Linked DNA regions of Sus scrofa: regions 2 and 3 are each linked to region 1. Evidence: chromatin contacts called from public Hi-C data. All regions are on one chromosome and are shown on one strand. The core of a region is the stretch at or near the end of the contact, and the rest is flanking DNA. Distances in the headings are between cores, read along the strand shown. Region 1 holds the start of SLC12A9 (solute carrier family 12 member 9). Region 2 holds the start of POP7 (ribonuclease P protein subunit p20). Region 3 holds the start of GNB2 (guanine nucleotide-binding protein G(I)/G(S)/G(T) subunit beta-2).

Region 1 (2,700 bases), core at 144-2,643:
CAGAGATGAGACAGGCTGGGGAGGTTAAGTGACCCGTCCAAGCACTCAGCTAGCAGCCAGCAGGTGGACCTGACTCCACACTTAGATCAAACGGCCTTCCAGCCCGACCTCCAAGGACCTGGAGGACACCTCGCAGCCTTCTGCTTCTTCCTTTCCCACCCAGGCCAGGCTTAGGGCATTTCCCTCCCTCTGCCTTGGACCCTTACTCCTGTGGAGCCCCTGTTTCCCACCAGCTATTAAACGGGTATGATTTACTCCCTAACATTCACCAGAGCCTTGCCCACCCAGCCCCTGGTCTTGACGCTGGAGACAGAGGAAGGGGTTCTGAGCCCTGATGGAAGAGCAGGGGACTGAAACAGCCAGGACTGGAGACAAGCATCAGTGCAAGCTGATAGGAAGGAGGGCAGGGGAAGGGCAGAGCTGGAAGGGCAGAGCTCAGAGCAGAGGCCAAGGCTATCAGAGGGTAAGGAGGTTTGGAGAAGGGAGGCCTGGGGGCCTGAGCTCAACGGGAGGGCTGCGGGGTAGTGGGAGGAGGGAAAGAGGTAATGGGAGGCTCATTGTCCCAGCAGGGGGAAGTCTTTTGTTTCCTCTCTTCCCTTGGCAGCCTGACAGGATATGAGGCCAAGCCCCCCCCCCATGCCAGGCCCCCCCCCCCACTGGACGGGGCCCTTCCCCTACTATTGTGTCCTTGACAGGGATGGGGGCAGGGGCAACAGCTCTGGGGCAAATATAAGGAGGACCATTCGTGGTTAGAGGCTAGGCTAACAAGGACCTGAAGGGACAAGAAGCCCCTGGGCTGGTTCGTGGAGCTTGGCAGGAGAGCTCTGTGCCTGGGGAGGAGCAGGAAGCCAGGCCAGGGTGGGGCCTGCACCAAGGGCAGCAGGTCGGGCCGGGGGGCGGCAGGCTGGGCCCCAGAGGAGATGACGCAGTGCTTCAGGCCTCTCCCAGCCCCCACCATTCCAGCCTGGGGGCCTGAGAGCTCACCTGAAATCCAGAGTTCCCCCCAACCCCCTCCATTCCCTAAAGTTGACATCACCCCTACCAAGACAGCTGGGATCTGAAAGAGCCCAGCAAACTCTGGTGTCCTGCCTGGGCCCTCCGCATCCATTTTCCTGGACTCCCTCCCTCCTTCCCCGGGATCCAGGAGTCTGGCCTCCTGCTGCGGTCCTCCAGGAACCCTGGAATTTCATCCCTCCCCTTCTCTCCTCCCTCCTGGGTCATTTTGCTCCATCAGCTGTTCCTGCAGGAAGGGCGCCCTGCTCAGCCTCGCCTCTCTTCCCGAGCCTTTTGTTTGCTGGATCTGCAGGAAACTGTAGGGGCGGTGGCCAAGGGCTCATCTGCCCCTGGGGCCTGGGGGAGGGGGGGGTCCGGATTCACGAGACTTAATTCAGGGGAGCTCACGGCGGGGGACGGGGTGCCGAGGAATTAGCATTTAGGGCCTGAACTCGGAGTGGGGCACTCAGGGGCGGGGATTGGACGTCCTGTCTCCGAAGGATGGTCCAGGTGTGTGCTCTGGGATCCTTTAGAACAGAAGGCTGGACAGGCACCCCGAGATGACCTAATCGGTAGATCCGGGAGCCAACACGAGGCGAGAAAAACCCAGATACTGATTCCACAACCTCGTCCTACACGTCTCAGATCCCAGGAATCCCAAGCAGTGGGGAGATGATAGGCAGCTCAACGTTTTAGGATTAGCCAATTCCTTTCTCCTTTGAAAATGGTGGGGAGGACGACCAGCACGTAGTCCTGAATTCGCGCCTTCCCAGTACGCGACCGCAGACCAGGCGGCGGCGCGGACGCTCTAGCGAGCCGGCGCCCTCTCGTTTGCTGCCCTCTTTCTGGGGCACCCTGGGCGCCGCCATCTTCCCTCCTTAGAGGGCGGGGCGGGGCCACAGCAGTCACGTGAGGAGCCAGCCCCAGATCCGCCGAGGCTCCCAGAAGACACGGTGCACGGTTACAAAGGGCCACCGGAATGCCAGGGACTGATGGAAGTACCGGAGCTAGAGCAGCAAAGAAAAGTTCCTGTTTCGTGGAGCTTAACTTTTCTGTTGGGACTAGGCAGTCGATGAACAAGATAAACACTTTAAAGGCATCTATTAGATGTGTTAAGCGCTCTGGTTAAGGAAAAAAAAAATAGGAAAGGGGGATAAGCCCTAGGAAAGTGGGATGGGAAGGAAGGTGTAGTTCACATTTATTTATTTATTTATTTAGCTTTTTAGGGCTGCACTGTGGCATATGGAGGTTCCCAGGCTAGGGGTCCAATTGGAGCTACAGCTGCCGGCCTACACCACAGCCACAGCAATGTGGGATCCAAGCCGCGTGTGCGACCTACACCACAGCTCTCGGCAACGCCGGATCCTTAACCCACTGAGCGAGGCCAGGGATCGAACCTGCAACTTCATGGTTCCTAGTCCGTCCGCTGTGCCACGACAGGAACTTCTGTAGTTCACCTTTAAATGGGACTGGCAGAGATTTCACTAAGAAGGTAATATTTGAGTCCAAAAGACAAAGGAGGCTCCTGTCCTGTGCTGCCACAGCATTCTTGGCAACAGCCCAGAGGTCCTCGTGGGGCAAGATCAGGGATGAGGAGAGGTGAGGGCAGGATACGGGTCAGGTAGGGCTTCATGGGGCGATTGCCCATATAATATATAGACCACTCTGGGTCACTTCTGAGCAAAGGAAATGCTATTAATGCTTAGG
Region 2 (2,700 bases), core at 155-2,654, 89 kb before region 1:
TTGGTTGTGGTGTATAATTCTTTTTTTATATACCACTAGATTCAGTTTGCTAAGATTTTGATGAGGATTTTGTTGCATTGTTCATGAGAGATATTGGTCTGTGGTTTTCTACTTTGTATAATCTCTGTCTGGTTTGGGTCTCATAAAATGGACCCTCTTCTATTTTCTGAAAGAGATTGTCTAGAATTTGCGTTTTCTTTCTTTCTTTCTTTTTTTTTTTTTTTTTGGTAGAATTCACCAGTAAAACTATGTGAGCCAAGATATTTCTTTTTATAAAGTTAAAAAAAACCTATGAATTTAATTTCCTTAATAGTTACAGAACTATGCAGATGATCTACTTCATCTTGGGTAAGTTTGGTAGTATGTGGTTTTCTGGGAATTGGTCCATAAATTGTGGAATTTGTCTGTAGCGTGGTCTATATTACTCTAAGTATACTTTAATGTATGAGGGATCTTTAGTGCTATCCTCTCTTTCATTTCTGGTAATCATAACTTGAATCTTCGTTCTCTTGTTCTTTTGTCAGTCTTGCTGGAGGCTTATCCATTTTATTGATCTTTTTCAAAGAACCAGCTTTTGGTTTGAATTTCTTTATTGTTTTCTTGTGTTCAGTTTAACGGAGGTTTTTTGGTTTGCTTTTATTAAAGTATAGTTGATTTACAGTGTTGTGCCAATTTCTGCTTTACATACAGCAAAGTGACCCAATCACACGTATATATACATTCTTTTTCTCATAATTTAATTGGTTTTTGTTCTTTATTGTTTCCTCCCATCTTCTCCCTTTGGCTTTACTTCGCTCTTTTTCTAGTTCCTTGAGGTGGAAGCTTGGATTACACTTCCATTCTTTTAAAAATGTTTCCAGAATACTCCTTGGTTCCCTGAAGAACTCCTGTTTGTCCATCAAAACTCAGCTCATATGTCACTTCTGAGGCAGAATAAAGTGGTAGACAGGCTTTCCTCCTCACCCCCAAATAGCCCCCAAACTTGTAAATATCTGAAGCTAAAAAGAACCACAGGATTTAAATGGTGCTGGGAAAGTTCTCAGGAACCTGACCACTTTACAACCTCCAGTCAAATGGAGTCGGACTCCACCCCAGGCAACAAAAAGCCGTGTAGGGGGCATAAAAATGCCAACTCAAATGTATAGGCTTACAGTTTACCCAAGGTTATATCGGGTTTCGAAACTCAGTGGCAAGAACAGGAATTGTCATCCCTATTTGAGTGATGAGAAAACTCAAGCGAAGAACAGTCAAGGACCCCAGTGCAGCTCTAACTCAGTTTCCAGTGGAACTCCACCAAAGCTAAAGCAACCTGGGCCGAGAACCCCTCCCCACTGGCCTTAGGGAGCCTCCAATCCCTCTGTGCTGCCCTGCCCTTCCCGCCAGGGGGCGCAGGTCCCTGCTCCTGGGTGGCGGGCAGAAGCCAAAGAGCTGGTGGATGACGACTGAGGAGTGCTAGTGGGTCTGCGAGCCACAGGGAAGCTGTAAAGGCTAGCCCCACGGCTCACAACTCGCGTCCCCAGGCGCTGGCCTGGAGGTCACCCTGGTCAGAGAAAGGGGAGAAGAACGGGTCCCCGTAAACTGCAGAGGAGTCCCCGAGCCAAAGAACTTGTCCTCCGCCAAGGGCCGGGCCTTGCTTGCCCCCATCTTCGGGCAGCCGGAATCTTGGACGGGAGGTCAGTTCTGCCACACCTCCTCTGACCCGAGGAACTGCGATGGACCCGGGAGTCCAGACTTCTCTTTAGGCCATTCGCGATCAAGATCAGTGGAATTCGCCGTCCTCCCTCACACCTTTGGAAGACCCTTACCCCTAAATCCTCCACGCCCCTAGAAAACCTCCTCTCTTTTCTCCCCTTCATGACTCCTCCGGGAACCGAGTACTGGGTGGGATTGGCCCAGGGAAGCTAACCTTTCTCTTTCCAGATCCTCCCCGGCTTCGACTTGGTATACGCCCCCTGCCTCTGCAGCTTACAAGTGGTAGATCCCATCACCCCCGGAAGCCTCGCGTTACTCAAACACATCGCGCGGTTTTGCGAGCAACTCAGGAAAGGGGCGGGGAGAACGGATGCCGGGAAGGCGATTCGCGGATCGCCCGGGCCTGGCCACGGGGTATGGGCGCGCCTGCGCACTCGGGGGCCTTTTCAGGAGCCTGGTACTAAGGGCGCCCGTGTTTCGGCGTTCCTGCGGCGAGTCCCTTCCCTTCTCTTCCCTTTTTGGGGCCTGGGAGTTGCGGGCAGCTCCTTCCCTTCAGACTGGTCGGCGCAACGCTCGAGTGGCCTGGCAGGGGAGCGGGCTGCGTGCGCGCTGAGGGCACTGTGGAGCGAAGAAGGTAGGCGTGGGAATAGCTGGGGCGGTGGAGGGGCCTGAGATTGGGAGCGATGTGATGGATGAATGGGAACCGGAGGTGGGGGAGATGCTTGAGCTTGAGGTAAGTGGGAAGGGACTGAGACTTGAAGCGACGAGGGGCGTCGAGTGCGACCCCTCTTGGCTGCACCGTTTGGGCGGGAAACGGGGTAGGAAACGAAACCTGGTCTCTCCTCACCCATGGCTGATCTTTCTCCCACACCAGGGCACACTGCATGGCTGAAAACCGAGAACCCCGCGGGGCCGTCGAGGCCGAGCTGGACCCGGTGGAATACACCCTGCGGAAGCGGCTTCCCCACCGCCTGCCCCGGAGGCCCAATGACATTTATGTCAACATGA
Region 3 (2,700 bases), core at 110-2,609, 120 kb before region 1:
TGGGAACGGCCCAAGAAATAGCAAAAAGACAAAACAAAAAACAACAACAAAAAAAGGAATGCAGGATCCAAAACCAGGCTGCAAACTGCACCATAGGTCACCGCAATGCCAGATCCTTAAGCCACTAGTTGGATACTGGATACTAGTTGGATACTGGATACTAGTTGGGGTCATTACCTGCTGAGTCACAATGGGAACTCCCTCCCTTCCAAATTCTCATTGACACCTATTACCTACTGCTAATATATGATCGAATTGGTGAGTGCTCCATAAATGGAATTTGTGCTTAACTAAGAATGTGACTTTTCTTATTCTCTTTAAAAATTGGTGCTTTGGAAACTGTTTTTAATGCCTTCAACTGAGGCTAAATGAAAAGTGTATGTTTTAATACTTTTAAATCGCATGAGGACTCAATGAAGGTTACTCATTGATTTGAACTTTCCAAAACATTTTCACAATCCGCAGGATCTTAAAATAATCCAAGGTGACTTGCAGGGCAGGTAGCTATCAACACTCTCATTTTATAGATGTGGAAACCGAGGCCTATACTTACATTCTCATCCCTTCGCGGAGATGGTCCAGAGCGAGGTTCATCAAGAGGCTAGATATTAATACACACAATAAGGTCGATAAAGCAGCCTTGGTTCATATTCCAACTCTGCAGCCCTAGGACTCTGTTTCCACTACTGTAAAATGGGGACAAAGCCAGTACTCAACTTCATAGCACTGTGAGGAGTAAATAAGTATGAAGCTCAATAAACGAGTTGCTATTAGAGTGTCATGCCGCCACATAAAGAGTTCCGCAAAAGCCACTGGGCAACGCGGGGGCACTGCCTGGGCAGACCCGTTCTCACAGCATACCTGAGTTCCCAGGGGCCGCCCAGGTCCCCATGGCTTCCCGCCCGGGCACCTTCGGAAACACTGCTCCTCCTCGCTACGCGTTGAGGCCGGCTGGCCTCTCCAGCAGTGATCAACACTGATCTCTCTCAACCCTGTCCCCTGTGGAGGGGCGTGGTCTCACAGACAAAGGGCGGAGCCAAGGCGAGAACTGGGGCGTCGAGCTCCCCTTCCCAGTCTGGAGCCGCCCAATCCGGGAGGGCAGGTCACGTGACCAGCGAGCGGTTTCACCCTCCCCTATGCCGGTACCACCTATGTCAGTCCCAGAGGGGATGTTTTGTGCCTTTTCGGGAAGCAAAGTATTTTTCTGAGCCCATTTTGCGTAGAAATAATGTAGAGTAATATCTTTGATGTTATGGGGTCAATATTTGCCCCCTAAGTGCTATTTTTCCCCCGGCCTCCCCCCGATAAGTAGTTGGTCTCGTCCAGCCGGGCCCTGGGCGCGGCGGCGACGGCCGCGTCACTGGCGGGCGGGATCCCTCCGCTCTGGGGAGAGCAGCGCTGGACGGTTGAGTTGGGGTGACTGAGAAAATCCATCCGCGTCGCCGCCGCTGCCGCCTCCGCCGCGGAGGAAGACAGGACCTCCCGCTCTCCTTTAGCGACCCTTCGCAGAGTCCCACCGCCACAGGTACCTCCGCTGGTAAAAGGAGTCCTCATCCCCTTCCCAGCCCCAAATTCCCGTGGGGGAACCTCTCTTCCGTCTGTCTACCCGGTCTGGCCTCTCGGGAGCGGACGTAACTCCCCAGACATCCCCTCCCTTCTTATGGCCCCGTCGCTCCCAAACCCGGAAGGGGAACTGGGGGACCCTCGCCCCCAATAACGCACGCGCTCCCTGCAGCATCAGGGGCCTTTTGCCTGACTCTAGACCTCATCTCACCCCCACCTGCCTCTTGCTCCCTGAGAAGTTGGGGGGCTAAATTCGGGGCTTCCTCTAGGCCCTGTCCCGCCCCCTTTCCCCACCACTGCCACCCTCTTAGCTCCCCCGGGGTAGCACCCCTCGTGTCCTCCCATTTCGCACCGCCGCTGGCATTCGCCTTGCAAAAGTCCAGAATCCTCAGAGAAGCAGGCAAGGCCGCGAGGCCACCCTTCCCTTGTCTCCACCCTCGATTTAGGTTCTTTTCTGGACCCATTACCCCCTAGACCAGAGACCTCGGCACCTCATTCCCTTTAGCAGTCCTAACCTCACGCTTAGCTCCCAGTCGCCCCTACCCCCCACCGAGCTTTCTTTTGGGCAAAATGGAGGTCGTGGGGGCCGGAGAGCCAGGCCCACTGCGTTTCGAAGAGCCACACCGGCCCGCGCCTTCCCCTGCCAGATCCGGGGACCCTCGCTTGTCCCTTGCCTCCCCTTCGCCCCGTCAGCCTTGCGGAGGCGGTGGCACCCCCATTTCTCCTTGGGACCCCAATTGCTGTATGCCCAGAATCTGGGGTTGCCGAGGGGGCTCGGAAGGGTGATAGGGATTGAGGGCTGGGAGCGTTGCCCCCGCCCCCAGCGGCTTCCTCCTGGCCTGCTTCCTTCTGCCTGGGGCGTCTGGCGCTGCCGCCCGGCCTGGGCTGCCGGCAGCTGGAATTGAGGGGCTTTGTCCCGAGCTGGGGAAATGGGATGGGGGTCTCTGCCCCCCACTTTGGAAGGGCGTCCCCAGGCTCTGGCGTAGAAAGCTGAACAGAGCGAGGGGAAATGTCAGCGGGGAAGAGAAACGCCCAGGGCCTGGGGGAAGTGGGAGCAGGGTGGGGGACGCCTGGGTTGGCAGAGTGCAGTGTGCATGGCCAGATCACACAGGTGTCCAAAGGAGGGGGGGGGTAGGA

The links. A called contact is a pair of places that touch in the nucleus more often than the background predicts.
Region 2: a contact with region 1 is called in a Hi-C map of liver, with 3 times the contacts expected there. The contact joins the promoter of POP7 here to the promoter of SLC12A9 in region 1. A contact is called at or near these places in 3 of 5 promoter capture datasets (fetal liver, fetal skeletal muscle and liver), 25 of 47 Hi-C or Micro-C datasets (adipose tissue, alveolar macrophages, blood and 15 more) and 2 of 2 datasets of contacts at active chromatin or transcription factors (alveolar macrophages and skeletal muscle).
Region 3: a contact with region 1 is called in a Hi-C map of skeletal muscle, with 5 times the contacts expected there. The contact joins the promoter of GNB2 here to the promoter of SLC12A9 in region 1. A contact is called at or near these places in 3 of 47 Hi-C or Micro-C datasets (heart right ventricle, liver and skeletal muscle) and 1 of 2 datasets of contacts at active chromatin or transcription factors (alveolar macrophages).

Annotation. Positions count from the first base shown.
Region 1 is chr3:8,695,200-8,697,899 of Sscrofa11.1, forward strand. SLC12A9 (solute carrier family 12 member 9) reads left to right here and starts at 1,394. Exons shown (of 14, transcript XM_003354477.4): 1 at 1,394-2,700.
Region 2 is chr3:8,606,127-8,608,826 of Sscrofa11.1, forward strand. POP7 (ribonuclease P protein subunit p20) reads left to right here and starts at 1,405. Exons shown (of 3, transcript XM_013995472.2): 1 at 1,405-1,673; 2 at 1,921-2,326; 3 at 2,567-2,700. The coding sequence starts at 2,577. It overlaps LOC110260076 (branchpoint-bridging protein-like), which reads right to left and starts at 2,578. Exons shown (of 3, transcript XM_021087974.1): 1 at 2,540-2,578. The coding sequence starts at 2,578.
Region 3 is chr3:8,577,678-8,580,377 of Sscrofa11.1, forward strand. It overlaps GNB2 (guanine nucleotide-binding protein G(I)/G(S)/G(T) subunit beta-2), which reads left to right and starts at 1,360. Exons shown (of 10, transcript XM_003480989.3): 1 at 1,360-1,525.